7 separate regions of the Mus musculus genome follow, and regions 1, 2, 3, 4, 6 and 7 are each linked to region 5. A link is a contact called in public Micro-C and promoter capture Hi-C data. All regions are on one chromosome and are shown on one strand. The core of a region is the stretch at or near the end of the contact, and the rest is flanking DNA. Distances in the headings are between cores, read along the strand shown.

Region 1 (3,845 bases), core at 712-3,211, 1.4 Mb before region 5:
GGCAAAAGTGTGTTAGCTTCATTTGCATTTCATGTCTCAAAATATGGAAAGCCCTTCTGATATCTGGAATAAGACAATGGACTGATTTTCCATTGCTTGGTGCTTCACCTTTCCTGTTTTCTCTAACTGTAAAAAATCACATAGATCTGTAAAAAGTTAAACAGTTGGAAGACAAGAAAAAACCCAAACCTCAAAAAAACCAAGATGAGAACAAAAGGCAGCCCAATGCTACCACCAAAGCAAGCCCAGCTTTGAGACGGTGGGCGATTATTTTAGCATACCTGGACGGAAACATACTTGCTATGTATGTGGCTTGGAGCAAACTACCTAACTCTGGACAGTTTCTATAAAACTGAGATAAAGACTCAAGTTATCTGACATCTATATATTAGTATACAGGTAATATTTACATCCTAGATTGTTGACGAGATTACACGAGAATATTTAAATACAAAGTCTAACATGGCCCCTGCCCATTCAGTGATGGTAAGTCACAGTGGGCACATCAGAGCTCTACTTCTTTCTCAGCAGTATTTTCACTTAGCTCTCAATGCCTTCATTGTAACCAAACTTCAAGCAAAATTCATTTGCTGAGAGTCTATTACACGTGGGTGTTCTGACATTATGAATACAGTAAGTTTGAATTTTTATTTATTAATTATTTTGTGCATATACATGGGCCTGCATGTACCATGGTGTGTGGAGACCAAAGGATGACTCCAAGGAATCAGTTCTCTCCTGCCATCTTTATGTGGCTCCCTGGGACTGAACTCAGGTCATCAGGTCTGTGCTGCAAGCACTTTACCCACTGAGCTATCTCATTGGCCCCAAGATCATACTTAAAATAGTTTTTGTTTACACAAACCCTGTCTCAAAGTCCTTGCAGTTGTTTCCTAGTCACTCTTCCCATGAACAACATGAAGGTGGTTTGAAATGATGGGACCTCATCTTTTGTATGTGTGTGTGTGTATAAAGGGATAATAAAATCTAACAAGACTACTTGAGGATTAGGGTCACTGCTAGAGATGCCCACCACATGCTAGTTACTCAGTAAGTAAGTAATTGTGATATATCTGGGGAATATACATGAAACTAAAAGACTTTCTTCATCTCTTAATTCGTGGGAGGGAAAATTCCAAGGGATACTCTTCTCTGATTTGTTTTTGACCCTAAAACCTTTCAGTGTATTTGTAGACACAACTGTAATCTCTTTGACATGATCTTGGGTTTATTTACAGGCATCTGTTATGATTCTCTATGAAAACCACACAATGCATTTGCTGGGTTTCTATGAGACTAAATGAAATTTCATTTTCAAAGCACTTGCTCAATATGTTTGTCGTGTAACAACACAGTTACCAGCTATTATTAGTGTGATCGTGGTGAGCACAGCTTGAAGGTTTTATGTGTATCGTCTCACTTATAACTCCAGCCAAATAGAATGATTTGATTTCTCGTCTGCTCTTTTCCCCAGTCTTTTCACATCTTCCGGGAAACTCCTGGTTGACCCAAAGATCATGTCCCTAATCTAGTGACTCTTACTTGGTAGCTCTGGCTAGGTTGGAGCTCCATGGGTAGAACAGGGTGGTCTTCAGCTCACAAAGATCTGCTTGCTTTTGCACCACCACGCCTGACACCAACTCTTTTAAGCCACCCCTCCTCCCCCTCTTCCCCCTCCTCCCTCTCCTTTACAATGTAGGCTCCATGTGTACTCTTGGCCACAGCACTCCCCCGCCCCCAGCGGTGAAATATAAGGTTATGAGTCAGTCTACTTGTGGTAGCAGAGAAATCGCAACGTTCTCAGGTGCACACCGACAACCACGGGCTCGCGCCTCACTTCCGGTCGGTCTCGCTCCAACTTCCCCCTACATCAGCCCTGGCTGGCCTCTCACTAGTTTGGCCCTCACCCGCCGCCGTAGCGCGGCGCCTTGGTTGCCCTGGGAGACGACCTGTGACCCGAGAGTGAGCGAAGCTGTTTCCCGCCGGCGGGAGCTACGGCTGGGGCGGGTTGAGCGCGGGGCTCGAAGCCGCACCACCATGGCGGAACAGCTGTATCTAGAAAACATAGACGAGTTCGTCACGGACCAGAACAAGATCGTGAGGAGCTAGGACCACGGGGGTGGGGAAGGCGGGGCCGTGCGAGGCGGGTGTGCGGGGGACTGGGCCTGCCCGGTCGGCGAGGGGTCGCGACCCCCGGTGCCTGTGGCTTCTCGGGGACCGGCTGAGGTGGCCACTGGTCACCGCGAAACCCGCGTAGGGAGACACGCCCTGCGGGCAGAGCTTCTGGCGCGCGCCCAAGCCCCGGGGCCTTGGGCGGGATTGTGAGGTCCGGGGGCGTGGAGCCTGGGAAGCCAGCGGGGTTCGTGAGGCTTCCTTTCCCTGCTCTGTCGGGTGGTGGCCCCTCAAGACAGTTGAGACTGGCCGACTTTCATAGGCGACTGCCTGGTGCTTTACCCACCAGAGACAGTTTCCTCTTCCTGGAAATTTAAATATTGAAAGCAGCTTGACCCACCTCCTCGGGCTAGCGTAAAAATGAAGAGACTTGGGTGTGATGGACCTTTGCTGCTGTGAGCCCATGGACACAGTTTGGTACACCGACTCACACCTCCCGGGTCCTCCAGGCTTTTGTGTTATCCCTAGAAGTGGGATTTAGCCAAGGGTCAAATGACGTGTATAAACGCGTCAAGGGCCATTAGGGCTGGATAGATAAATTCTTGAATCCCAGGTCTGTCTCTTTCCCCTCTGCCTCTGTCTGCCACTCTGCCTCTGACCAATCTTTATTAGTCCTCTTATTGGGAGTGCATCGTTTAGCTTTGGAAGAAACAACAGACATACCGGGTCAGGGAAGGATGGAGGCTCGATGCCCCTAGTTCTTGAAATTACCCCATACTACATTTATCCATTTTTCTCTCTCTCTTTTTTTTTTTTTTTGATTCCCACACCACCTGTTCCTCTTAACATTTGAATAGTTGCAAATTTACTGAGAAGTTCCTGGGTTATGTGCTTTCAAGTAATGCTAGGTTTTAGATAAATTTTAGGATAGTTTTAGGTAGCTTCTTAAAGACAAGAGGGTCAGAGAGCTTTTAAGTAAGACAAGGAGTTTGAGCTAAATAATCTTTGGCTTGGCTTTGTAGACTCTTAAGACTTTTCTTATTATGTTTAGTGTCATGCGCGTGCGCGCGCGCACACACACACACACACACATAATTGTGCTATGTCACAATTATGGATGTCAGAGGACCAGTTCTCTCATTCCACCGTACGAATCCAACAAATCAAACCCAGGCTCTTTTTGTTTGTTTGTTTTTCGAGACATGGTTTCTCTGTATAACCTTGGCTGTCCTGGGAACTCACTCTGTAGACCAGGCTGGCCTTGAACTCAGAAATCCTCCTGCCTCAGCCTCCTAAATGCTGGGATTAAAGGCGTGTGCCACCACCGCCCGGCCAAACCCAGGTTCTTAAGGGTGTGGTAGCAAGTGCCTTTCCCCACTGCCCATCTCTCTGACCCACCTTTGTAGATTCTTTTGCATTGATCAGTCTGTGAAGCATCTTAGTGTTTGTAAGGTAAGTACCCTGGCCTTACTTGTCATATGGTTTTTTTCTTGTTGGTATCTGCTGTAGTTTACAGGACACAGCCATCCGAGAATAAGAGTCCCTAGGAACAGGCTCTTGGCACTTATCTGTACTCTGGAATCAGCTAATAAAACCTTAAAAATTGTTTTTTGTTTCAGGTGACTTACAAGTGGCTAAGCTATACACTAGGGGTTCATGTTAACCAGGCCAAACAGTAAGTTCATTTGACTGCTAATTTTAATAATATTGGAATTTTTCTTTCACTTTGTTTT
Region 2 (3,814 bases), core at 629-3,128, 1.8 Mb after region 5:
GCTCCAAGGGATCTGACACCACCTACGGATCTCCATAGGTATTCCTATCTATGTGTCATAAACTCATGCAGACACACATACACAAATACAAGATAAAATTAATCTTTAAAAAGATTTGTCCTTACATTAAAAGTAAAAATAGGTAATGAATAACATGCTATTCAATTATACTCTGAATATCATTCACATGTAAACAATATAAACATATTTTTATTTTTGAATATATTTATATTTTTATATTTCCTTACTCCTCAAAGTTATTATATATTTTACTCTTACAACACACCTCCATGCAGTTGAAACACACTCAGGTGCTCAGAGCCACAAGTTGACTAGCAGTTTCCATATTATACCACTAAGCACCCAAATAAAAGGTCTGTTACCTCCGTAGTAGGTTCAGTTCATCTTTGACTCTTCTTTTGTTCATCACACAAATCAAGGTACAAAGAGTACAGCAAACAGTTTTGATAACTTTTGATTGGGATCATGGAACAAGTAATAAACCCAAAGAAATGCAAGGAAGAACAGCTTGGTCATAGTGCCAGATATCAGGAATATGGGTAAGACCTATTAGTTTATTTCAGTAATTCAAGAGGAAACAGCCAAGCACCAGTCTTACTCTTTCTGTGCTTTTAGGAATTTATTCAAAGCTGTCACAAATAACAGCATCTAACACTGACTGAGAGGCCTCTGTTCTAAATAGCCTGTCTTCATTAACCCGTTTAATTTTCAGAACTCTCCAAAATATAGACTATTATCTCCATTTTCATAAGAGAAACTGGGGCCTGAGGCACTGTCGTGACATGCCTATAAGTAACAAGCTACATAGTAGGGCAAGCGAATTAAGCCAAGGCAACTGCAGCCCTTAGCTTGTCAAACTACAACATTCTGCTCTTTCTCCTAGTTTAAATACATGGAAATCTCAGGAGCCTGAGTGACTGAAATTGAAAAGGTATGGATTCTCCTGTGTCCAACTTGTGTACAATGAGCCGCAGTGAGCAACTGAGGATAGCTATGAATGCAGCCCAACACGGACTCGTAAACTTTGAGACTTTTTAACTGGAGGGTAGAGGCGGTAACTCAAGTATGAACTTGGTAGGTGGAGACCTCATGTTGCAATGTCAAAAGGCTGGACACACCTGGAACCACTATTTCCTGCCAGCCAGGTGAACAGGAAAAAAGGAAAGACAGAATTTCTGTTCTCAAGGAACTAGGGCAAAGCATCCCAAGTTATTACTATAAAACTAAATAAATAAATAAATAAATAAGGGAGTGTTCATTTCAACTTTTCCGCATGATTAAAGTGTTTACAAGAAACCCCTAGGTGTCATGAAAACTCAGCTGCTGCACTTGTGATCGTCAGAACGATTTGCAAAAATAACAGTGCGGTCCCAGAAGTGTAGACTCTGGAGACAGCTCAAGTCAAGCAAGCTCAGGCAGCAGTCTTTCCACACACCCACCTGCACCGTTACGCACTCCCCTCTCGCGTCCTGGACCCTGAGGGCGTCCCGCACGCGCATTTTGGCAGACGCGCGGGGCCTGGGGCAGGAAACGGAGGAACAGAGGCGCAGCGCGCCGAGCAGGCGCCGGGCCCCGAGCATGGCGAGACCGGACAGGGTTCCACGGGATGCCGGGCTACGTCCCGGCTCACAGTCCCCGAGAGCAGCCTTTTTCAGCCGCGCAGTCCTGCCGTCATGCGCTCCTGTCGCTCTTCCCTCCGCGCCCCGAGCAGTTCCCACGGGACCCCACCTCCGCGTCCCGCTCCCGAAAGCACAGAAGGTTCGACTACACGGAACACAGCGGTCAGTGTCACACCGTACATGGGACCGGAGTGCAGACCCAGACTTAAAGCACGTTGCAACTGAGCTACGTCACCCCGTGCTCGCTCTTCCGTCATCACGCTGGGTGGAGTCTGAGCATGCGTGATTGTGTCCGGGAGCTCGTGAGGCGCCGCACCGGTAGGGGCGGTGCAGGAGCTGAGGTGGGCGGGGCTAAGGCGCAAGGGCTGTCTCAGGTTTCTCAGAAATAGCTACTGTTGGGTCATCTCTAGGGAGACTGAGGAATACTTGTGGGCAGTATTGACAGATGCAGAAGGCAAGTGTCTGTGCAGAGTCTTAGGGGTGGAGAGGAGTTCTGAGCTCTGGGAAGTCAGTCTCCAGACGTAGTACCTGCTGAAGTCACTGTTGGGTGGTAGCCAAACAATTCGTTGCTTAAAAAGGAGCTTTGCCTGCCAGAATGGGCAAATCTTTTCTCTTACTTGCATTTGTTTGAAAAGAAAAAAATGGCCTTTGCATATATTCAGCTACATTTTAAGTTTACACAAAAATATTTTTTCGTAACTCAGTGAGACACATGATAATGCTTTTATCTAGTTAAACAAGAAAAGGTCAAAATAAGGACTAATTAAGTTGCCACGATGAGACACCATACATAGTCCTGTTCATCAAGGAGCTTATGATGAAAAGATGTTGGTTGGGGAACAGAGACAGAGAGGGAGAGATAGAGACACAGAGACAGACAAAGAGACAGTGAGACAGAAACCGAGAGAAACCATCACATTATACCCAGCAAGAGCACACATAGATATGTGTGTGGTAAGTGGAGTGGCGACCCAGAGAAAGAGATAATTAGGCTGAGTTTGAGGAAGGTTAGAATTTTTCCAGATGAGAATGTCAGAAATTTTCCTGTAAGAGGAGGACAGGAAAATCTGCTGGGAAGGAAAATGGCCTGAAAGAATTGTAAAACTCTTCTCTGGACAGACTTGAAAATATCTCCAATAAAAATACTTTGGGGCACTTCTGGAACCTTGAGAAAGGAAAAATCAAAAACTTGTAGCCTTCCAAATATGTAGAGATAGCTTATATCTTAAAGTATAAAAGTATATTCGATACCCCCCCCAAAAAAAAAAGTGAAACCAGCAACCAGCAAGCTCAATTTCTCTTCAGGTTAATTCTTCTGTCTCATCTTTCTTCCTCCTCTTTGCTCTGCTAAGTCTCAGGGAGACTATCTTCCTCTACTTAAGGCAAAGGGTTAATTAGGAAACTAAGCAGAGAACCATTGTTCAGTAACTCAAGGGAAAGGGACCCCAGTGGGTAAAATGGGAAATTAGCAGTGGGTAATCTAAAGTGTGTAGTGAAAGCTGATCACTGCCTGCAAGCTTTGTGCTCAGACCCAACTGCTCCCGTTTATCCTTTACTGTGTTAAATTCTATCTTCTGATTTGCTTTCAGTGTTTGGATCCACACGTCTGCCTTTAGATTCATCGCCTTCCCGATAGCAGCAGGAATGACATTTCTAACGTGAATGTTGTACCGTGCCAGCCATAATGATAGGTAGAGTGTCACAGAGTGGCTGTTCCCTGCCAAGAACTCCTCACGTCTTAACTCCATCATCACAGTCACTCTTGCTTAGAAGAAACTGAAGTTTAGAGTTTTTGCCGTATACCCCAAGTTACTTACAGTCTTGTTTCATCCATGTTCTTACTCATTTTGTTACCCTAGTGATTAAACACCCATGAATTGTTCCTCTTACAACATAAAGACTTGGCTACCAGACTTTCTCTGATTCACAAAGTTTCCTGAAGTGACTTGGAGTGAGAATCAGAAATGAAATGTCTATGGTGTTACTCTCTGCTATTTTTTTTATCTGTGCAGTGAATTCTGTCAGTGTTACCCCTAAACTCTGTGAAGGATTATTTTTTAAGTAAAAAAAAAATTTTTTTTACTTGTATAGGTGTTTTGCCTGCATGTGTATCTATCTATGTACCGAATATGTTCCTGGTATCCACAGAGACCAAAAGTGGATGTTGTATCTCC
Region 3 (3,520 bases), core at 507-3,006, 1.2 Mb after region 5:
ACTCACAACTGGCTGTAATTTCCGTTCTAGGGGATCTGATGCCCTCTTCTGGCACTGCACACGTGATACACTGACATTCATGCAGACAGAACACTCATGCATATAATATAAAGAACAAAAAATGTAAGCTTTTGTAAGAAAGACGAATAAAGAGAAAGCCAATTTACCAATAGCCGATAAACAAACATGAGAAGACGGCAGTATGAGATCACTGAAAGTTAGAGCTGGGCTTTAGGAAAAGGAGAAAATGCTAAGGAGAATGGAAGAATACCGACTCGCCAGTGTAGTTCTCTCTGTGACGATAACAGAGACACTGCCCTGGCTCTCCAGTTAGACTATGTACTCCCCAAAAGCAGGGGTTCTGATAGACAACGACTTCCTACCACACATGGTACACAGAAATCACTCAAGTATTTGAAAATACTTTAATTTTTTCCTGTTGAATTAATGAATGAATGGAAGGTTTAAGAGTCATTTTCCATCAGGCATGGTGATGCAAGCCTTTAATCCCTGCACTTGGGAAGAAAAGGCAGGCTGATTCCTTCCTGTTCATGATCAGCCTGCTCTACATAGTGAGACCCTGTCTCAAAGAAAAAAAAAATTTTTTTTTTTCCTTAATGAGACCACTCTGCCTAAATATCTAAGACTGCTGGGGATCCACTGGCATAAACCCCCGGGCCTGGTCAAAATGCAGATCTTGCCTCACACCACCAACCTATTGAACATAATCTGCATCATAACAAACTCCCTAAAAGAGCGAGATCTGTAACAGCTCGGTGGTAGACCACATGCCTCAGCATGCATAAGGCCCTACACTCAATCTCCCCTACTACAAAAAAGATAAAAAATTTAAGTATTCCTCAAGACGCGTATATTTTGTATGTATCTGTGTACATATGGAAATTTAAGAAGCAGAATACATCGCTTCTACAGAGACACTGTGGAGCACACTGACAGTTCTGACAGGGGCTCTCTTGGTCCACCTATGTTTAAAAGAGAGAGGATGATAGGTTTGCCGTCCTGTGACTCTTGCCTGCTTGGTCTGAGCCTTGAATTCTACAGACCTTTAGTCAGCTTGGGGTTTTGCATACAGCTCAACTTGTCTCTGAAAGTTAGAGGTACACGAGTTAAGAGGAGTTCTGCCACCAACTGAGGACAGGAGAATGCAAATATAACCGATCTGGCACAACCGAGCTGTGAGACATTAAAATAAGATACCTGACAGTTTTTAAAACTATACAGCACGTTGTCCCAATGATTTTGTTTTGTCTTTATCAAGTGAGCTGGGAGTGTGACTTTGGGATAGAGTGATAAGTTAGCATGCTTAAGACCCCGAATTCTAGTCCCAGAACTTTAAATACAACAACAACAACAAACCCCAAAGTCAGAGTACACATGAGAACAGCGGCCTCGACCTAACACGCCCCCTGCCTGACGCGCAGCCTAGGAACCTAAACCTAAGCCGGCTACACACAAGCTTAGGCGCTGATCTGGAGAACAGCCTGGGTGCGGACAACCCTCCCGCGCAGACTGGTCCATGGCTTTTTCTGCCAGCGCTTACCTGAACCACTTTAGTGAACTCCTCATACACCCGCTTTTTCAGGTGCGCCGCCATGGCTGCACCGGACCTTCTCGGCTTCTGTACTTGCTGAGAACGTGGAGAGAAACCTTTCTACAGCACCGATTTCGCTGCAATCCCACAAAGCAGTGGGGTTGCTGGATAGAGAGGCCTCTTCCTGAAGCTCCACTGCCCAGTGAGTCGATTGGCTGCCGCTACTGCTGGGAGACGGAAATTAGAGTGCATCCTGGAAGATGGGTGGAGTAAAAGGCGGGGCTGGTGGGAGCTGGAGGCAAAACCCGGAGCTGTATCCTGGAGGTGCCCTGCTAGAATCTTAGGGTGAGTGTTGCCATAGTTCCAGCTCCTCCCCGAAGTTCGTTTTACTTTGTTACAGTAATTTAGAAGTTATCCATCAATAAGAAAGAAGAAGAAGAAAAACGGAAAGATAAAGAAAAGAAAGCCAAGAATCTTCCTGTTGAATCAATGAAAGGTTTAAGATCATTTTTCTGAATGGTACTACTCTGCAAGTCTGAAGATTTAAGAATGCTGGTGGTCCACCCGGAGCCAAGTCTCTATCAGGACTGTCAGTGTGTTCCACGAATCTCTGGTGAAGAGACTAATGCTTCCTCTGACAGCTGGGAAACAGTGAAAAAGAATCTTGAGACTGAGGATGAAGCCACGTGTTGTGGTGTCAAAAACCAGGAGCCAACACTGAGATATAGAAAGGCAAAAATGTTACCATTACAGACACACCCACACACACACACCCACAGTAGAAGGATGAGGTGTCCTCAAAGTCTTACAAAGGTTCTTTATGACTTTGGCAAGCAAGCAAAGCTTAATAAAAAGGGAACTTTATTATGATTAGCATTTAGCATAAACTCAATTACAGGTTTTTAACTTCATTGTAGTTGGTAGGTTTCAGAAAACCTTGTTTTTCAAGTTAAGTCTGCTTCTCAGAAGGTCTTTGTAGTCTTTCTTTGGAAAACAGTCTACATAATAGAAAGATAAATCTCATTTTGCCTAAAAAATGCAAGTACAAATATCAAGACCCTGGAAATAAGTCTAGAACATGAACAATGAGTAGAATAGAGTTCCTGTTATTATTTAACCCTTGTTAAGATCAATAATGAAGGAAGGAATAAGAATGGAATTGCTGTTATTATTTAACCCATATTAAAGTGAATAGTGAAGGCAGAAATAGGGGAGTCAGATTCTAACACAACACTCCTTTAAGACTCTGGTACTTGAACAAGTGACCTCCACGACAAGCATACTGATAATCCCTACCTAACAAAAACATGCTTACAGTGTAATGAAACAATACAGAAACAAGAACACCCTGCATCTGAGATATGTGGTGCTCTTGAGTTTTACAACTCACCTGTTCTTTACTTTTTTAACCAAAACATGGGACATTTAGAGGAGGGAACAGGAAGTTGGTAGGTACAGAGGACCCAAAAACACATAGATTATCTTTATCCTATACTATACGTAGGAAGACTGTGTTACAGCTCAGATGGAAAGGTGTCCTGGCAGTTAGGAGTCAAGGAATACCACAAAGTCACATTGCACAACAAACCTCACACGAGATTTGTTGGCAGGGAAAATCCCAGAAGGCTGACTGCCAATGCTTGAAAAAAAAAAAACAGCAGAGGACTGAGGAGAAACAGGGTTTATATAGGATTCCTGGGGTGGTGTGTGGGGAGCTTTCCAGGGTGAGGATTGGGGGGACTTCAAAACTCGAGCTTTTTTTATTTAAAAAAAATTATTTTAACTCTAGAGTTGGGGCTGGCTGTTGGGTGTTCTGTGGGTGGAGCCTGGTGGTTGAAGGTCCCTGGGGGTGGGGGCAGGCCTGACTCTTCATGCACCTCAAGGGGCTTGCAAAGACAGATACCTAAATGGCTTGTTACAGAGCAACCAAAGTGCTGGATAAAGGAATGTGGTTCAAAAGGACCAACT
Region 4 (3,733 bases), core at 954-3,453, 1.3 Mb before region 5:
CTGGGCAAGTGATACTCAGATCGCTTACTTTTCTCTGTGGAAAAGAAAAATTTCTGTTTCTCTTTGTGTCCAAGAAAGCAAGCTACACTGTTCTAGGCTAGCAGTGAACAGGCCCTTCAGACTGAAGTCCTATTGTGTAAGCAGCTCACAAGAAGCAACTGTTTCTAATGGTGGCTGCTTCCTGTCTAAGTTTCACCACGCTGTGATGAAACACCATGACCAAAAGCAATTCTGAGAGGAAAGGGTTTATTTGGCTTACATACCCTGAACTACAATCCACTGAGGAAGTAAGTCAGGAACCCAGATGCAGAAGCTGATGCAGAGGCCATGAAGAGTGCTGCTTGCTGGCTTGCTCGTCATAGCTTGCTCAGCCTGCTGTCTTATAGGACCACCAGGTCAGGGTCATACCACTTACAAAGGGCCAGGCTCTCCCGCTGTACTCACTGCTTGAGAAAATGCTCTACAGGTTTGCCTAGAGCCTGATCTTATAGAGGCACTGTCTCAACCAAGGCTCCCTCCTATCAGATGACTCTAGCTTGTGTCAGGTTGACAGAAAACTAGCTAGCATACTCTCTGTACCACAAGCCTTCCTTGTCAGAACCAGGTAAAATGTCCCTGGGTAGGAAGTGAGCAAGTGCCCGGATAAAGGACAGCCCATCCAAGAACTCACTTCTGTGTCTGGCAGTATTCTGGCTGTCTGGGCCTTAGGCTGGGCCTCTGACTCTCTGGACATGATGTTTAGTTACTCACTGACCCTTTGTCAGTTGCTGTCTGTCCTTTACTTCCAGGTTCTCATCCTAAGGCTCCAGTCCCCCCCACCCCAACTTGGATTAATCACTCTGCTTTGAATCGGTTACCACCAACTGTGGACACTCTCATGACAACCTGGAGCTTCTAGATGCTTTCTTCTACATACAGTTGCTTAAAAATAATGTCTTTACAAAGCCTGTGATTTTCCATAAAGATAACATCTTGGTCCAAATGCACCTTAAGGTAAAAATAATAAACAAACAAACAAACAAATAAATAAATAAATAGGCAACACCCCGAGACTTGTTGTAGTACAGTCATCTTTCCATCAGGGGGAGCCATTCTTTTTCCTAAATCCTCTGTATCCAGAAAGGAAAATCACAGCAAAGTCTCAACACCTCTCCCTGGCTTAAACAGGAATGATGTGGTCAGAGCTGGCCGGTAGGAATGAACTCTAAGATCCATGGGACAAAGCTTATAGGAAGAGGGGTTGTGTGATGGCAGGTCAGTTTGCAGAAGTCACAGCTGCCAGCTAGGTGAAGAGATGAGGAGAAAGAAATCATGCAGTGGGCTTATGGAATGAAGAAGTGGGTGGGAACAGGCTGGAAATAGAGCCATTTTGGCCAGAAAATGACAAGACTATAAGTTAAAGATGCCTGGGCTGGGAGCGTGAGGACCCTTGAGATGGTTCTGTGAATAGAATGTGGGAAATAAGGGCTGTTTTGAAAGGATGGAGACATTAGGTTTGTGCACGGAGCATGCAGATATCCATAATGATAAATTCAATAACTCTGAACTGCAGATATTAGTGTGGGCTTTCATGGGGAAGAAAAGAGGAGACCAGGGAGTCATATAGACTGAGAAAAGAAAAGGCACAAGCTTACACAAGAGTATCTACATTTAAGTATCAAACACAGAAGTAATCTGAGGAGCAGGGTTTGTGTAATAAAGTATGCTTTTTTTTTTTGCCCCAGCCAAGGGAGGGGACTTCATAAAGGGATGTGGAGAGAGAGGGGCTGAAATGAGGGCTGGTCAGGTTGTTATTTCAACAATCACTCAAGACTTTTGGTCATGATAGGCCTCATGCTAATCACAACAAGCTGCTATGGCCCCGAGGAGAAAGCCCTTACCAAATGAAGTACTTCGACAAGTTTCTGGATAGCTCATATTTATAGTTCATTTTATAAAGTTCAGGGTCGCTCAAAAATTCCAAATAAATTCTTTCAGTCTCTCAAGATTCAGTGCTAGAAACTACAAAAACAGGAGGGCGGGCTGAAAGACCAGATATATAAAGAATAATCATTAAATATTAATAAGCAGTCTCCTCCTGCTAAGCGAAAGGCCCTAGGAGAAATATCCCCAGGCGGACTAGGTTCCCGCCCCCTCATGAATATGCAGATAGCTGTCCGCCGCGCACTGCCCCGCCCTCTACTCCTCTCCCACCGCAACCGACTCTCCCTTCAAACGGGAAACAAGATGGCGGCGGCAGGTCCGAGCACTCGGGCTTCTTCCGCTGCGGCCGCGGCAGCTCTGAGTCGGCGGGGCCGGAGGGGCCGCTGTGACGAGATGGCGGCAGCGAAAGCCGGGGCTCCGGGCCCGGCCTCCAGCCCCGCGTTGTTAGTGTTGCGGTCAGCGCCACGGCCGGAGGAGTCGGGCTGCACCGGGTGCCTGGAGACCCCGGGGGAAGTGGCGGCCCTGCCGTGCAGCCACTCGCGGTGCCGAGGCTGCGCCTCGCGCGCGGCGGGCCCGGGCTGCCGTCGCTGCCGTCCCCGCGGTTCGGGCTGGGCCCGCCGTCGGGCGCGCGACGACGGCCAGGCCGCCGCGGAGCTGATGGGCGAGCGCGCCCGTCGTGGACAGCCAGAACCCTGCCGCCCGCGCCGGGACGGGGGCGCGGCTGCCTCGGGGCCCAGGCCGGAGCCGGAGCCGCTCGCGGAGCCAGGTGGAGCCTCCCCTCGCCCCTGTGGGCTTCAGCCAGGCCCAGCCGCCGGGTCTGGCCTGGTGAGCGGGGTGGAGGGTCCCGGGCTCTGCTGCCGCGGGTGTGGAGAGTTCTGCTGGGGTCGCGACCGGGTTCTGCCCAGGCGCAGTATGTGTTGGTGAAGGTTGAACTTTGGAGCGAACTGTACGCGTGTTGAATTTGGAGGGGCAGTGAGGGGACCCCGCGCCTTGCGTAAGTCAGAAGTTTGGAAGGAAACAATTCCTGGAACAAGTTAGGGGCATGTTGAAGTTGGTGCGTGGAGGGGGAGGGGCCCTGGAGGATCCCAGCAGCGCTTGTTTCAGTGTTGGGCAGAGGGCTTGGGGTCGCGCGGTCTAGGAGGGATGTGTCTTCCAGGGCTGGAGAGAATGAGGTGTGGGATATCCCAGGCTCAGGGGGAGCTTTGCAGACTTGAGAGCAGAGTGGGTTTTGAGGATGAGCTCTCGTGTGAAGTTCTTTCTCATGCTATCTTGGGAAAAAAAAAAAAAAAATATATATATATATGCATGCTTAGCGCAGAGCTTGCCACACAGGATGAGATAAATGCCATCTATTTTGGTGATAATACTAATCATAAACGTTAGTGGTGCTTGATGAAGAAAGCTGGGTGGGATTTAAGTTTTGGAGACAAAGATTGGTTTGGCTGGGGGCTGTTTTCTGTCTTTCTATGTAAGTTTCATCTATGATGCTGGCAACTTAAAGGTCTGTTGTAGGACTCTTGGCCTGAACTCCTTTGCCTTTCTCACCGTCGGCAGCCCATCACTTGTTGGTGCTGAAGTCTGAGATAGAAAATTCCGTTTGTAACATGAACCGAGACCTAGGCTTCTTTGGTGCAAGCCTAAGCAACATACCTACAGCTGAGATTTTCAAGAACCGTGAATCAGGAAAAGCCATTTGCTAGCCCTTTTATGTTAGGAATTCTGCCTTACGTCGTTTTCAGCAGAAGGAAGGCATTGCTTTGTGTGTATATGAAAGTGCAGTTCCTAGAAACTGTAGAGTCCAGAATGCATC
Region 5 (3,644 bases), core at 81-2,580:
TCCCTGCCTCCTCAGCGCTGGGATAACAGACAATGTCCACTGCTCAGCTCCCTGGCTATGCTTTTTTCTTTAATCTGCTCTGGTATATGCACGAGCGTTTTGCACTTTGAGCATACCTGGTACACAGGAAGGCCAGAAGAGGTTGTGTAATCCCCTGGAACTGAAGTCACCTAATGTGGGTATAGAACCCAGGCCTTCTGCGAGTATAAGTGCTCTTCAGCATTGAGCTATCTTTCCACCTGTTCCCTAGCTAAAAGCCCTTCCAACCCCTGCTGTATTTTTCTTCAGGATATTTTTCATTATTGGACACGGTATTATAAATATTTTACTTGCCAATTTCCCAAGACTTGAATGTAACCTCTGAGAAGAGGGATTTTCATTGGTTCATGTTACCCACTCTCATACTCTGACCAATTTCTACCAACTGTCGGCTTTCAATAAATATTTGCTCAATTAATATCATGCTATATTCAGCGCTCGTTGATAGATCTGCTCTCTCTCTCTGTGGATTAGGTGCTTTCTGCCGTCCGTGACAAAATTCACTCGAGTCTCCAGCACCTGACATGAGTACTTCAAACATGGTTAAGCACTGATTTTTAAACGAATGAGCCAACAGGAGAGCTCTGAGAACTACCTGCAGTCTATCACACTAAGTCCCTATGATTCTCAGACTACGTCCCAGATTATAAACTACCCCAAGGAAAAGTGAAGTTGCAATACCATATTCCCACGCCCTCACACTTGTCCTCTGTGGTCCCAACAACCAAGGGAGACAATGAGTAACGGTCGGCATTTGAACACTGGGTTGACAAGTCCGAAGGAGGCAGTTGTGACCTGATTTAAGATCAAAGAAAGCGGCTCGCCTCCAAACAGAAACACTGTCCTAGAAGAGACCAGTGACGCGGGGGAAGGCAGGGCCCCTGGGAACACAGCCCTGGAGAAGGGTTACTTCTTTGACAGCTAAGGAACCGCGTCGGACCACCAAAGGCGCTAAGCGCCCACTTCATCCGCCTTCGCGCCCCCGGGTGGCACCCACTGGGCCGGGTGCCCGCGAGCGCACGTGCGCGCAAGTCCCTGAAGCTTCCGCGCCCCACTCACCTGGCCGGGTCCCGCGGGAACCTGAAGAAGGCCAGGTCAGACTGCGTGCTCTTCCGTGTGCAGTTGGGGGCAGCGCAGAAGTTCGGCATGGTCGTCCGGCCGCCGGCCGGTCCAGCCCTCCCCTCCCCGCCTCGTCAGGGCAGCGCGGCCGCCCCGCGGGGCCGGGGAGGGGAGCTGGGCCGGCCGGCCGGCTCCGCAAGGCCGCGCGCGGAGGAGGGGCTGGCGCGCGAAGCCGCGAGGGGCAGGAGGGGCGCGCGGGCCGAGGCTGGGCTGGGGCCGCGGCTCCACAGTGCTGTGTGCGGCCGGGAGGATTTACCGCCGCCGCCGCCGCTGCTGCACCTCCAGCCCGCCCGGGACGCTACCGCCTCCTTCCCACAATGCACCCTGGCGCTGGAGGGTGCCCTCTCTTCCCTCAGCTATCCGCCCCCGCCCTCTTCGCAGGCGACCGTCCCTGCGGGCGGGCATGCGCACTCGAGAGGGTCGGGCCAGCTGCGTAGTCTCAATGCACATGCGCACAACCCAACCCGCGCAAGGAAGGAATTGCGCATGCGCTGTAGTCTCCCCGGGACTGGCGAGCGCAACCCCGGGTTATTCGGGTAGGTTTGCTGTGTGCGGGTTCCTGCAGATCCAGGGCAAGCTAGAACGTTACTTCACGGCTGCGTCTGCCCGGCTTGTGTAAAAGTTGTCACGGTTCATGCGTCCATTGCGTGAGTCACCGTAGACTCTTAAAGGCAACAGATTCGGGATGACCCTTGCGATTGCTTTGAAACAACTCGCGGGTTGAACGCAAACATGAGTTGTAGAGGATTTAATTTTTAACCCGTTTTGCCTTCCGGTTACTCTGTGACCGAATTAGTGCTAGATTGCTAGCCGCACACCTTGACTAGACGCTAGGGTAAAAGCTCAGAAAAGCAGTAACTTCCTTGGTGGTTTCCAGAGAGGCAGGAATAGTGCAATGATTAGGCCAGCAGCACCCTAGAGATTTTTACCTCAGGCTTCTCACAGTCCTGGCCTGATAACGTTCCTGTATGGTTTTGTTTCAAAATGAGTGGCCGCTATTTAGAACAAAGTATCAAATTTTGCGTAAAATCGAACACGTCTGCAAGTAAGACCCACCACTTTTGAAAGAAGCGTATGGGGGTGAAGTGGTGTCGAGGGCTTGAGTATTTGACTGGCACAAAAGGTTTAAAGAAGGGTGGGAAAATGTCTGAGATGATCCATGAAGTAGTCGTCCAGTCACCCACAGAACGGATGCAAATATCCAAAAGGTCACGGACTTTGTGTGAACAAGCAGTTAACAGTGAGAAGGATGGCTGAAGAAATTACATTTAGAGAAAGAAACCATTAGATTCATTCTGAAAGGAAACCTGAACACGAGAAAAACGTCTGTCAAAGCTATAGCAAGTATTTTGAAGGATCAGCCTGAACTTGGGGAAATTTGAGTGTCCATCTGGTCATTCAAAGGAAATTAAGAACGCTAGTTTATAGGTGAGGGAAAAGAGGACAAGTTCTGAGATGTGGAGTTAGCTGCAGCAGAGTGCTGATGAGGAAATGGCTCTGCCTGTGTAGAATCCCAGAAGTCGGGCCCCTGCCAGCCACCTTCTGCAGGGAGCATGCTCAGAGAGTAGGAGATCTGACGACTGCTACGGTATCAGACATGGAGATGCAGCGTTTGGAGTTTGCCCAGCTGGTTTCCTGTCTTGCTATTGGGATTACAATAAAGTGATTGGATGAATCTCAGAAGAGACTTTGAACTTTTTTTTAAAAGATTTTATTTATTTATTTTATGTATATGAGTACGCTGTAGCTGTCTTCAGACACACCAGAAGAGGGCATTGGATCCCATTACAGATGGTTGTGAGCCACCATGTGGTTGCTGGGAATTGAACTCAGGACCTCTGGAAGAGCAGTCAGATCTAACCATTGAGCCATCTCTCCAGCAACTCTGAACTTTTAACATTGTTGAGCTGCTATAGACTGGGGACTCTGGAAATTAGACTAAATGTATTTTGTATTATGCTATGTTTAGCTGTGGCCCTTATAGCCTCATATGTTTGAACAAGTCTGTGGGGGCCAGGGAGTGAAATGTGATGGTTTGTATGTGCTTGGCCCAGGGAGTGACCCTATTAGGAGGTGTGGCCTTTAGCAGATGTGTAACTGTGGGTGTGGGCTTAAGACCCTAACCCTACCTGCCTGGAAGTCAGTCTTCCACTAACAGCCTTCAGATGAAGATGGAGAACTCTCAGCTTCTGCACCATGCCTGCCTGGATGCTGCCATGTCCCCGCCTTGATGATAATGGACTAAACCTCTAAACCTATAAGCCAGCCCCAATGAAATGTTGGCCTTTTTAAGACTTGCCTTGGTCATGGTGTCTGTTCACAGCAGTAAAACGCTAAGACACCCAGCAGTAGTCAAACAGCAGCAGGATGTCTCAGGTTTGGGGGAAGAGGAATTACCGCCCTAACTTAGTCCAGAGCAAAGCACTTTGAAATGGCTGTGCACCGTCAATGAACACGACAGAGATCATAATGACCTAGGTGGCAGA
Region 6 (3,486 bases), core at 724-3,223, 1.5 Mb before region 5:
TTACAGTTCTTAAATATTTCAGTATATATTGGCAGTAGACAATAAAGTATTAATTCACTCAACTGGGATATTTATTAGGAAAAACACGGACAAAACTGATACTGAAAGAGAAAAGAGTGTCATTATTTTTAGTGTGGTGCACAAATCAGCAGAACTGGTATCAATCACCTGGAAGCTCACTAAGGCTGTCAGGCCCCACCCTAGTTGTCTGGTCAACAAATGCCTCAAGATTCCCAGATGATCTGTTAGCACTTTCGGGTCTGAGAAACATTGGTTCAGACTCTAGAAGAAGGATTAGAACATCTGAGAAATATATGACCCAGTAACACCAAATACTTTATTGTAATTGCTTATTTGTTGGACTTCCTTATCTACGAACTAAAGGCTTGCTGACGGCAAGAACTCTTTCTATCTTTCTCACCACCAGCATTTCCTGTCTGGCCTAGAACACTCAGTATTTAGTTGGGTTTTTTTGTTTGTTTGTTTTGTTTTGTTTCCCTTCTTAAATGCATAGATACCTGGAAAAAAATGAAAATAAACTTTTTCAGAAAGCTAATTAAGTAGTTCTTTTGTATAACAAAATCTCACATACCTCCATACAAACCCCTTAATTCAGTTTTAAATGTGCTGCCTTTTTTGTTTTAGCAGCTGTATCATATGCACTTGAGAAAACAAACACTGGGATTATCATCCCACCCTCTGAAAAAGCCTCCAAGAGCCTCGTTTACAAGTGAAAAGGATGCATTTTAATTCTAGCTTTCACCAACCCACCCTATATACCTGCACAAGGGGAGGGAGAGAGAAGAAACGATGGCATCAGCAATTCTGAAATTCCTAAGCAATTCCTAAATATCTGATCAGAATCTGCCTTTTAAGATTTGAGAATGGTGCAAATTCTATCAGTACAACTAGACTATTCTAGATGTCCATGACAATTTTTTGAACAGGATACTTCCAATAAATAACTGCCGGCAGAGGAATGAAATAAGAGGAGAACCCTTGTCACATTTAATAGCAAAAGGTGATACCAGAAAATAAGAGTGAAATAGACTAGCGAATACCTAGCCAGCGATTACCTAGTGACAGAGGGTGGAAACACAGCAGAGCAACATAGTGAGTGGTTAGTAACGTTCAAGAACCAGAAGCCACTTTCTGGTTCTGCAGAGAAGGAAGTCAAAGGAGAAAGAGGAAAGGTGATGGATGCATAGTACACAGAGGATAACTTACAACGATGAGAATGAGGACGAAGTATTTTGACCATGAGAGATGATACTCACTGGAAGGGAAGGGGCAGCAAGGGAGGAAGCGGGACTGCGGTGTAGCCTACCACAAAAGAAAGAGACTGCAGTCGTCCCTGCCCAGCCCAGCCCGCCGGGGAAAGCAGCCCCTGCATAGGTGAGAGGCATCGCCCAACTCCACTAGCCCTGCGCTGGCTGGAGCCATCTCCCCTGGAGCCTCCAGAGCCCTGGGTGGGTACCGGAAAGGGTGGACTGTGCGAGGGTGAGCAGAAAGAGGGGACAGATGCCGGGGTGACCAGGTACCCACCTTGTCCCAACGCAGCCACTGCCCGATGGCCGTGTCTAGCTGGGGGTCCCCAGTGAGGTAGGGGGCGTGGAGCAGGTTAGAGTTCAGGTCATCATCTGCGTTCTCAGCCATGGTAGACACACGGGTTTGCGGGCCCGAGGGGCGGGCGAAGACACTGAGTCAGGGGGGCTCTAGGTGCGCTCACCAGGGTCCAGAAACCCCCTCCTTGACGAAGGGCATCGGAGACCAACCGCGAGCTGTTCAGTCCGCGCCAGCTCCTGCCGCAGCTCCAGCGAACCCGGAGAGAGGGCGGAGACAGGACAGCCGCCTCCCAGCAGACTAGCTCCGGATCTCAGCTCGAACTGACTGAGGCGGGCGTGAGGCGAGAGAACAACAACAGTCCCAGATGTCTGGGTCGCCGCCTTCGCCCGCGCCGCCTTAGGCCCCGCCCCCGCGCCGCCCGCGCCGCCCCCGCCCGCCCCGGCCCGTCCGAGTGCCCGAGGCATGAGGCGCGAGCCCGGGAGCGCGCGCCCCGCACCTCCGCTGCAGCGTTTGCTGTCCGCTGAGGCGACAGTGCACAGCTGGCTTTGTTTTTTTAATGCCGTTCCTCAGCTGTCTTTCCCTTATCACCCGCCCCGCACTCGCACGTGCGCCTCCACCTGGTGTCCCCGTCGTCTCAAGCAGCCCGCCTCTGCACTCACTAGGAGAGTCCCCGGCGCGCGCAGGCCCCACCCTCTTCGCCTCAGGGCTTGGTCTCGCTTGGGAGCCCAAAGTGGCGCGCGTGACGCCTCACGGGAGTTGTAGTTTTCCCCGGTTCCCCGAGTTCTGTACACCCGTTGCCTTTCCCTTCCCTCGGAGAGAAAAAGCACCACCTGTTCCCTGACGCTTCTTACTTATGTTGTGCAGTGGTGGTCTCCTGCTTTAAGGTAAAAAAGGAATGACGTAAGGAACAACGGTATCTATTTGTACTTGAAAGTTTACGAGTCGTTTTTTGTCATTTCATTCATCCTGTGTGGTAGGTTGTATGTATATTCCTTTCCCACTTTACACAGAAGGAACTGAAAGGCAAACCGAATTTTCTGAGCAGTAGCGTTCCTGAGAAATGAATGCGGGTTTCAGTCTGTTATGTTACCTCAGCTGGCAGTTGTTTTTGTTCAGTTGTAGCCGCGGAATAGAGGTAGAGAGAATATAATGTCTGGAAAATAGATAAGAAGGTTGTCAGATGATGGGTCAGCATTTAACCCTATTTTAAGAATGTACAAACATCATAAAATTCATGAACAAGTAGGAATACAGAGGAAAAAAGAAATGAACACCTTCACTTTCTTTCTTCTATAAATGTGCGCCTTTCAGGTCTCATTACTTGAGGCCAGAGAAATACTGAAGTCTTGTATATGGACCACTCTGCTTTCTCTGTTTTTGAGACAGGGTCTCCTCTATGGCTTTGGCTAGCCTTGAACATAATATACGCCAGGCTGAAATTGAACTCTTGAGTGCTGGAATTCCAGGTGTGCACCACCACACTGTGCCAAATACCTTCTTGGTGTGACTTGACCAAGTATATTAAAACTCTTCCTCATCAGCCTTTTGCTCTTGTAAGGATTATATAATATTTATAGCATGACAGTACAGTAATTGAAGAAATAGTTTTAGAGTGTTTTGAGGCTCAAAGATAAAAGACATAATAAATCCAAAGTATTCCTTTTATTTTTTAAAGACATCATTTGTTCTAATAAAATCCAAACTACTAGCATAAAATAATTGTATTGAGAGATTCTGAAAAATAATATATGTCATTGTAAGGGGTTGCAGTGTTTGCCTTAAAAATCAACAAAACAAGAATTATGCTAGGAGCTGATATTAGAAGAATATAAACAATTCCCTTCAAGAAGTAAAATCTAGGGCTGGAGTGATGCTTCAGCTGTTAAAGCTAGGGTCACAACCAAAATCCCCAGAAATAAA
Region 7 (3,939 bases), core at 261-2,760, 1.1 Mb before region 5:
TTTTATTTCAGTGTTGTCAGGCTAATCTCTCATTATTTAAAAAGGAATGAAGGAAAATCCCATCCTGTTATGATCTTGTGTCTTAGGAAAGCCCATCCCTTAGAGCGTTCACTGCCGTACCCATGGTATTTGCTCAGGCTCAGGGATTCAAACTCAGTAGGAGTCAATGTTTTTCCATCCTTTAAGTTAATATTCCATCTTTCCCTTCATCTTTTGACAAATTCCTTTATGTTTTACTTGGTTCCAACAAAAAAAATGAGTTTCAATTGTTTCTCTCCATGTGAGTTCTACTTCTGAGTATCAAGTTCACTTCAAAGAAAGAAGACCCCATATTCTTACACTGGAACTAGAGGAGGCAGCCATTTGGGAGAGAAACTCCTAACATGACTGGGATGAAATAAAAGGAAGTCACTTTGCTCCTTGGTGGACAGGGCCCTGCCCCCTGGCATCCTCACAGGCAGAGGAGGAATGGGGTCCGGCCGAATCGGCCCTGCTGTGCTGCTTTCTATCTTACTGTGGTTAGACCCACACTTGGGGGTGTGATTTCTTATATTATAAGGTGAAGGGTGCTATCATACATCTTACTATTATAAGTCAAATACAAGTCACTCCCCACAGGGTAATGCCACTATGCTAAATGTCCTAGTTCATTATGTTAACCTGGTACATAAGGAACCACTGTGAATTTTGATACCAATGTACTCCACATCTTGGTTTTTATGTTTGTTTGTTTGGGTTTTTGTTTTGGTCGTGACTTTTTCATTTTCTTTTTAGTCTCCTCTGGTAGCCTTGTTGACCTGATGGGTTTTGTTTGTTTGTTTGTTTCGGTTTGTTTTTTTGTTTGTTTGTTTGTTTGTGTTGTTGTTGTTTTTTTTTAACAGTCATTTTTAGCTTTCTTTGTCCCCACCCCTGGCTGATCTCTTAGATGCTGCAGTGTGTCAAGAGGGGCCTTTTCCTCTTTTGATTTTGGTAGGTGGGGAAGAATGGGATGGTCCTTGCGTGTGATTGTGAAACAAGAGAATGGATTCAGTACTTGGTGACAGATACATGTATGTAAATGTGTGTAGACAATATACAATAAGTTATCGAAGGTACAGGAGAGTGAACCTAGGACGTTGCACCTGCTAGGCGAGTGCTCTGCCACCTAACTGGTTTCTCGGCTCTGTTTATACTTTTTTTTAAAAATCTTGCGAGAAGGGCAATTGTTCAGGGTGGCCTTAAACTCATTTTGTAGTCCAGACAGATGAAATTTAACAGTCTCTACCACACTAGCAAAGTCCACAGCCCCGCACCACCAGGCCCTGATAAATATATACATTTTGGAACCTTTTGCAAGGAGAATGTCCAGTGCTTTGTGTGAAAACACCCCCTTCCACCTTTTATCTTTTTAGGAGTCCCCTCTGAGCCTCGGAACCTTTGTTCGACAATTAGACTGTCTAGGGAAGTTTTAGGCGGTGATACCTTCCACAGACCAATCGTTAAGGGCGTGGAGAAGCAAGCAGGGCGGGCACTGCGCGGTGAAGGGGCGTGGCCTGGCCGGGGAGGTTGACACCCAGACGCTGCTCTCAGTCCTCTGGCGCCTGCTCCCCAGCGCATTCCTTCTGCTCCTGGGATATTTGTCTCATTACTGCCAGTTCTTGCGCAGCGGTCACTGGGTTCGTTTCAGCGTCTGTGGTTTCTGTCGCTGTTATCCAGTCTCCATCGCCCCAGCTCAGCTTCAGGCCTTCTTCCGAGACTCCACGGGAGAGCCCAGAGAGCCTCCGGAGCCGGTGAGCTGGGGTGAGAGTCACCCGGAATTCGGCCGGGGACTGTGGGGACCTGCATCAGGAAGGAAGACTGAGTCAGCCAGAATCAGCTAGGACCATTCTACTTTTGCTTTCTTCCATCTAAAGCCAAACTTCAGCTGTAGTTTAGAACTGTGGGAACAAACCGAGACTGTGAAGTCTTCTTACTATAGAGGAGTTGTGGGCGACCAAAAAGGTTCCAAGGTGGAATGTTTTTGATACTAGATTTGCAACTGAGTGGTCTCCCCTAAGTTTTCCTCTTCAAACAAGGCTGACTTCAGAAGTCGTGCTAAACTGTACTCTCCCCAAGAAAGAGAATAGAGAGGACTTGGTTGGAAGGTGAGAGAGTATGGAACAGTAATTAATAATCAGAATTATCTGCTAAAGCAAACAACTCCAAAGCAGACCTGTACTAGATTCTTCTCAGCCCCTAGTTCTGAGCACATAGTTTGGGTGAATCCTTTAGGTGTGACCAGGCCACTGTGTTACCACTGTCATCATTATTATTAGAATAATCATAGTGAAAATTAATGACAATTTAATTGTTGAGGTGATGGCAGAACCAAAACTGAATTGTAAAAAGGTCAGCATTCACAATAATTAAAGACATCAATTTGTATAGTGCCTTAACGTTTATAAAGCATTTTTGAATGGTCCTGATAAGTACACATTACTAACCTTTAACAAATGAGAGCCAGTCATGGGGCCTGGCTCCTGTTAATCCAAGCACTCAGGAGGCTGGGGCATGAGAATCACAAGTTCAAGACCAGCCCAGGTGCTAAGAGGAGGTTGTAATTGATAGAATAATGCAGTGCTTAATGATGGGGCTTGGTACTGAGAACACAACAATGATGTGGTTTCATTGTGAGAACTTCATCAGTGTGTATGCACATCGTATGGCTCAGCTAGGCTGTATGGAGAATATATATATATATATATATATATATATATATATATATATATATATTCCATATATATGCCTATTGCGGCTGGAGCCATGATGAGTGAAACATGAAATGAAGTCAAACACAAGAAAAAATGGTGTCAAGAGATTCTGAAAGCATGGATTGTGTGAGGCTGCTGCCAGCTAAGGTAATATGCTGTTTCACTGTAAATGTTTGTAAGTTTGTATTCCAAGATAATAACAAAGTGTAGTCTAATGAATGATTGCAAGCCAGTAAAGTAGCTTTTTGTCATTTCAAGTTGTATGAGCTGTACATAGATATTTGTATATGACTGACATCACAAACGTGTTATATGTCTGGGCTGTGATACTGGTGTCTAAGATGTCTGTGGGTGATGGGAACTTTAACACAATTAGAATCTGTGGGACCACCACACACACACACACACACACACACACACACACACACATATTCAGTCTAGTATTACATTGTATATAGTACATGACTACTGTTCTACATCAGTTTCAGGAGTCAGAAATAATGTGCCCTGTTTGGCATGGTGGCACAAACTAACTAACACTCAGGAGCCTAAGGTTCTAGGATAACAAGTCAAGGTCAGTCTGGGATACAAAGTAAGACATTGTTTAGGGGGGAAAATTAATGATTTATTTATTATTTCAATTTATAACTGAAAAATAGTGATATAGTGACTGCCATGTCTTGTGCAATAGGCTTTGTAACAGCTACTTCAGGCTTATTTGTTCTTTTTATGTAGAACTGAATTCATTTTATAGATGAGGATCTGCAAGCAGTAAAAGCTGTTAAGTACTCTAAGCTATGCCTTTCATTATGCACTGCCCGAAGTGGGACTCAGAGACAGGCATCCTTAGAATAGAGCCAGCCCAGTGGTGCATGGAAGGAGAGAGCTGGACTGTGGCGCACAGGCATGCTCTAACATGCCGACAAGACAGTCCACCCAGTCGTTTGATTAAGTGGTACAAGTCCCAGCCTGGAAGGAAGGGCAGCTTTTCTTGACTCAGAGGCCACTTCTCTCACTCTTCTCACAGTAGTGAACCACCATTGTCTCAATGTAATGATCCATTGAGTCATTCGTACGTTCCAGTTTCTCTTGCTTGACTCAGGCTGCAGACCGACGCAGTGCAACATTCCCCCGTATCTCATTACCCAGAAAGCTGCCTGAGAGACTGGTCTAAACTGACCGATTTTCCTGTCAGAAACTCTACGGTGGC

What was found. Promoter capture Hi-C pulls out the DNA fragments that hold promoters and counts their contacts. A called contact is a pair of places that touch in the nucleus more often than the background predicts. Capture Hi-C pulls out chosen DNA fragments and counts their contacts.
Region 1: a contact with region 5 is called in a promoter capture Hi-C map of liver, with 4 times the contacts expected there. The contact joins the promoter of Pold3 here to the promoter of Thap12 in region 5. A contact is called at or near these places in 2 of 39 promoter capture datasets (embryonic stem cells and liver), 2 of 484 Hi-C or Micro-C datasets (B cells and CD8 T cells), 1 of 115 datasets of contacts at active chromatin or transcription factors (astrocytes) and 2 of 9 other capture datasets (adipose tissue and liver).
Region 2: a promoter capture Hi-C map of erythroid cells shows a contact between it and region 5, with 15 times the contacts expected there. The contact joins the promoter of Nars2 here to the promoter of Thap12 in region 5. A contact is called at or near these places in 1 of 39 promoter capture datasets (erythroid cells) and 1 of 115 datasets of contacts at active chromatin or transcription factors (astrocytes).
Region 3: a promoter capture Hi-C map of liver shows a contact between it and region 5, with 3 times the contacts expected there. The contact joins the promoter of Ints4 here to the promoter of Thap12 in region 5. A contact is called at or near these places in 2 of 39 promoter capture datasets (both in liver) and 1 of 484 Hi-C or Micro-C datasets (liver).
Region 4: a promoter capture Hi-C map of liver shows a contact between it and region 5, with 2.6 times the contacts expected there. The contact joins the promoter of Rnf169 here to the promoter of Thap12 in region 5. A contact is called at or near these places in 3 of 39 promoter capture datasets (embryonic stem cells, liver and pre-B cells) and 1 of 9 other capture datasets (liver).
Region 6: a contact with region 5 is called in a Micro-C map of embryonic stem cells. The contact joins the promoter of Pgm2l1 here to the promoter of Thap12 in region 5. A contact is called at or near these places in 1 of 39 promoter capture datasets (liver), 1 of 484 Hi-C or Micro-C datasets (embryonic stem cells) and 1 of 9 other capture datasets (liver).
Region 7: a contact with region 5 is called in a promoter capture Hi-C map of liver, with 6 times the contacts expected there. The contact joins the promoter of Neu3 here to the promoter of Thap12 in region 5.

Annotation. Positions count from the first base shown.
Region 1 is chr7:100,119,616-100,123,460 of GRCm38.p6, reverse strand. Pold3 (polymerase (DNA-directed), delta 3, accessory subunit) reads left to right here and starts at 1,961. Exons shown (of 12, transcript NM_133692.2): 1 at 1,961-2,097; 2 at 3,732-3,787. The coding sequence starts at 2,038.
Region 2 is chr7:96,949,591-96,953,404 of GRCm38.p6, reverse strand. Nars2 (asparaginyl-tRNA synthetase 2 (mitochondrial)(putative)) reads right to left here and starts at 1,878. Exons shown (of 14, transcript NM_153591.4): 1 at 1,461-1,878. The coding sequence starts at 1,601.
Region 3 is chr7:97,479,192-97,482,711 of GRCm38.p6, reverse strand. It overlaps Ints4 (integrator complex subunit 4), which reads right to left and starts at 1,756. Exons shown (of 23, transcript NM_027256.2): 1 at 1,562-1,756. The coding sequence starts at 1,615.
Region 4 is chr7:99,978,928-99,982,660 of GRCm38.p6, reverse strand. Rnf169 (ring finger protein 169) reads left to right here and starts at 2,203. Exons shown (of 6, transcript NM_175388.3): 1 at 2,203-2,689. The coding sequence starts at 2,227.
Region 5 is chr7:98,700,933-98,704,576 of GRCm38.p6, reverse strand. Thap12 (THAP domain containing 12) reads right to left here and starts at 1,330. Exons shown (of 5, transcript NM_028410.2): 1 at 1,099-1,330. The coding sequence starts at 1,187. It overlaps Gm15506 (predicted gene 15506), which reads left to right and starts at 1,649. Exons shown (of 1, transcript NR_144495.1): 1 at 1,649-3,644. It also overlaps the pseudogene LOC108167485.
Region 6 is chr7:100,226,094-100,229,579 of GRCm38.p6, reverse strand. It overlaps Pgm2l1 (phosphoglucomutase 2-like 1), which reads right to left and starts at 1,973. Exons shown (of 14, transcript NM_027629.3): 1 at 1,546-1,973. The coding sequence starts at 1,656. Gm34877 (a long non-coding RNA gene) reads left to right here and starts at 2,175. Exons shown (of 3, transcript XR_869834.3): 1 at 2,175-2,450.
Region 7 is chr7:99,825,988-99,829,926 of GRCm38.p6, reverse strand. Neu3 (neuraminidase 3) reads left to right here and starts at 1,510. Exons shown (of 3, transcript NM_016720.2): 1 at 1,510-1,769.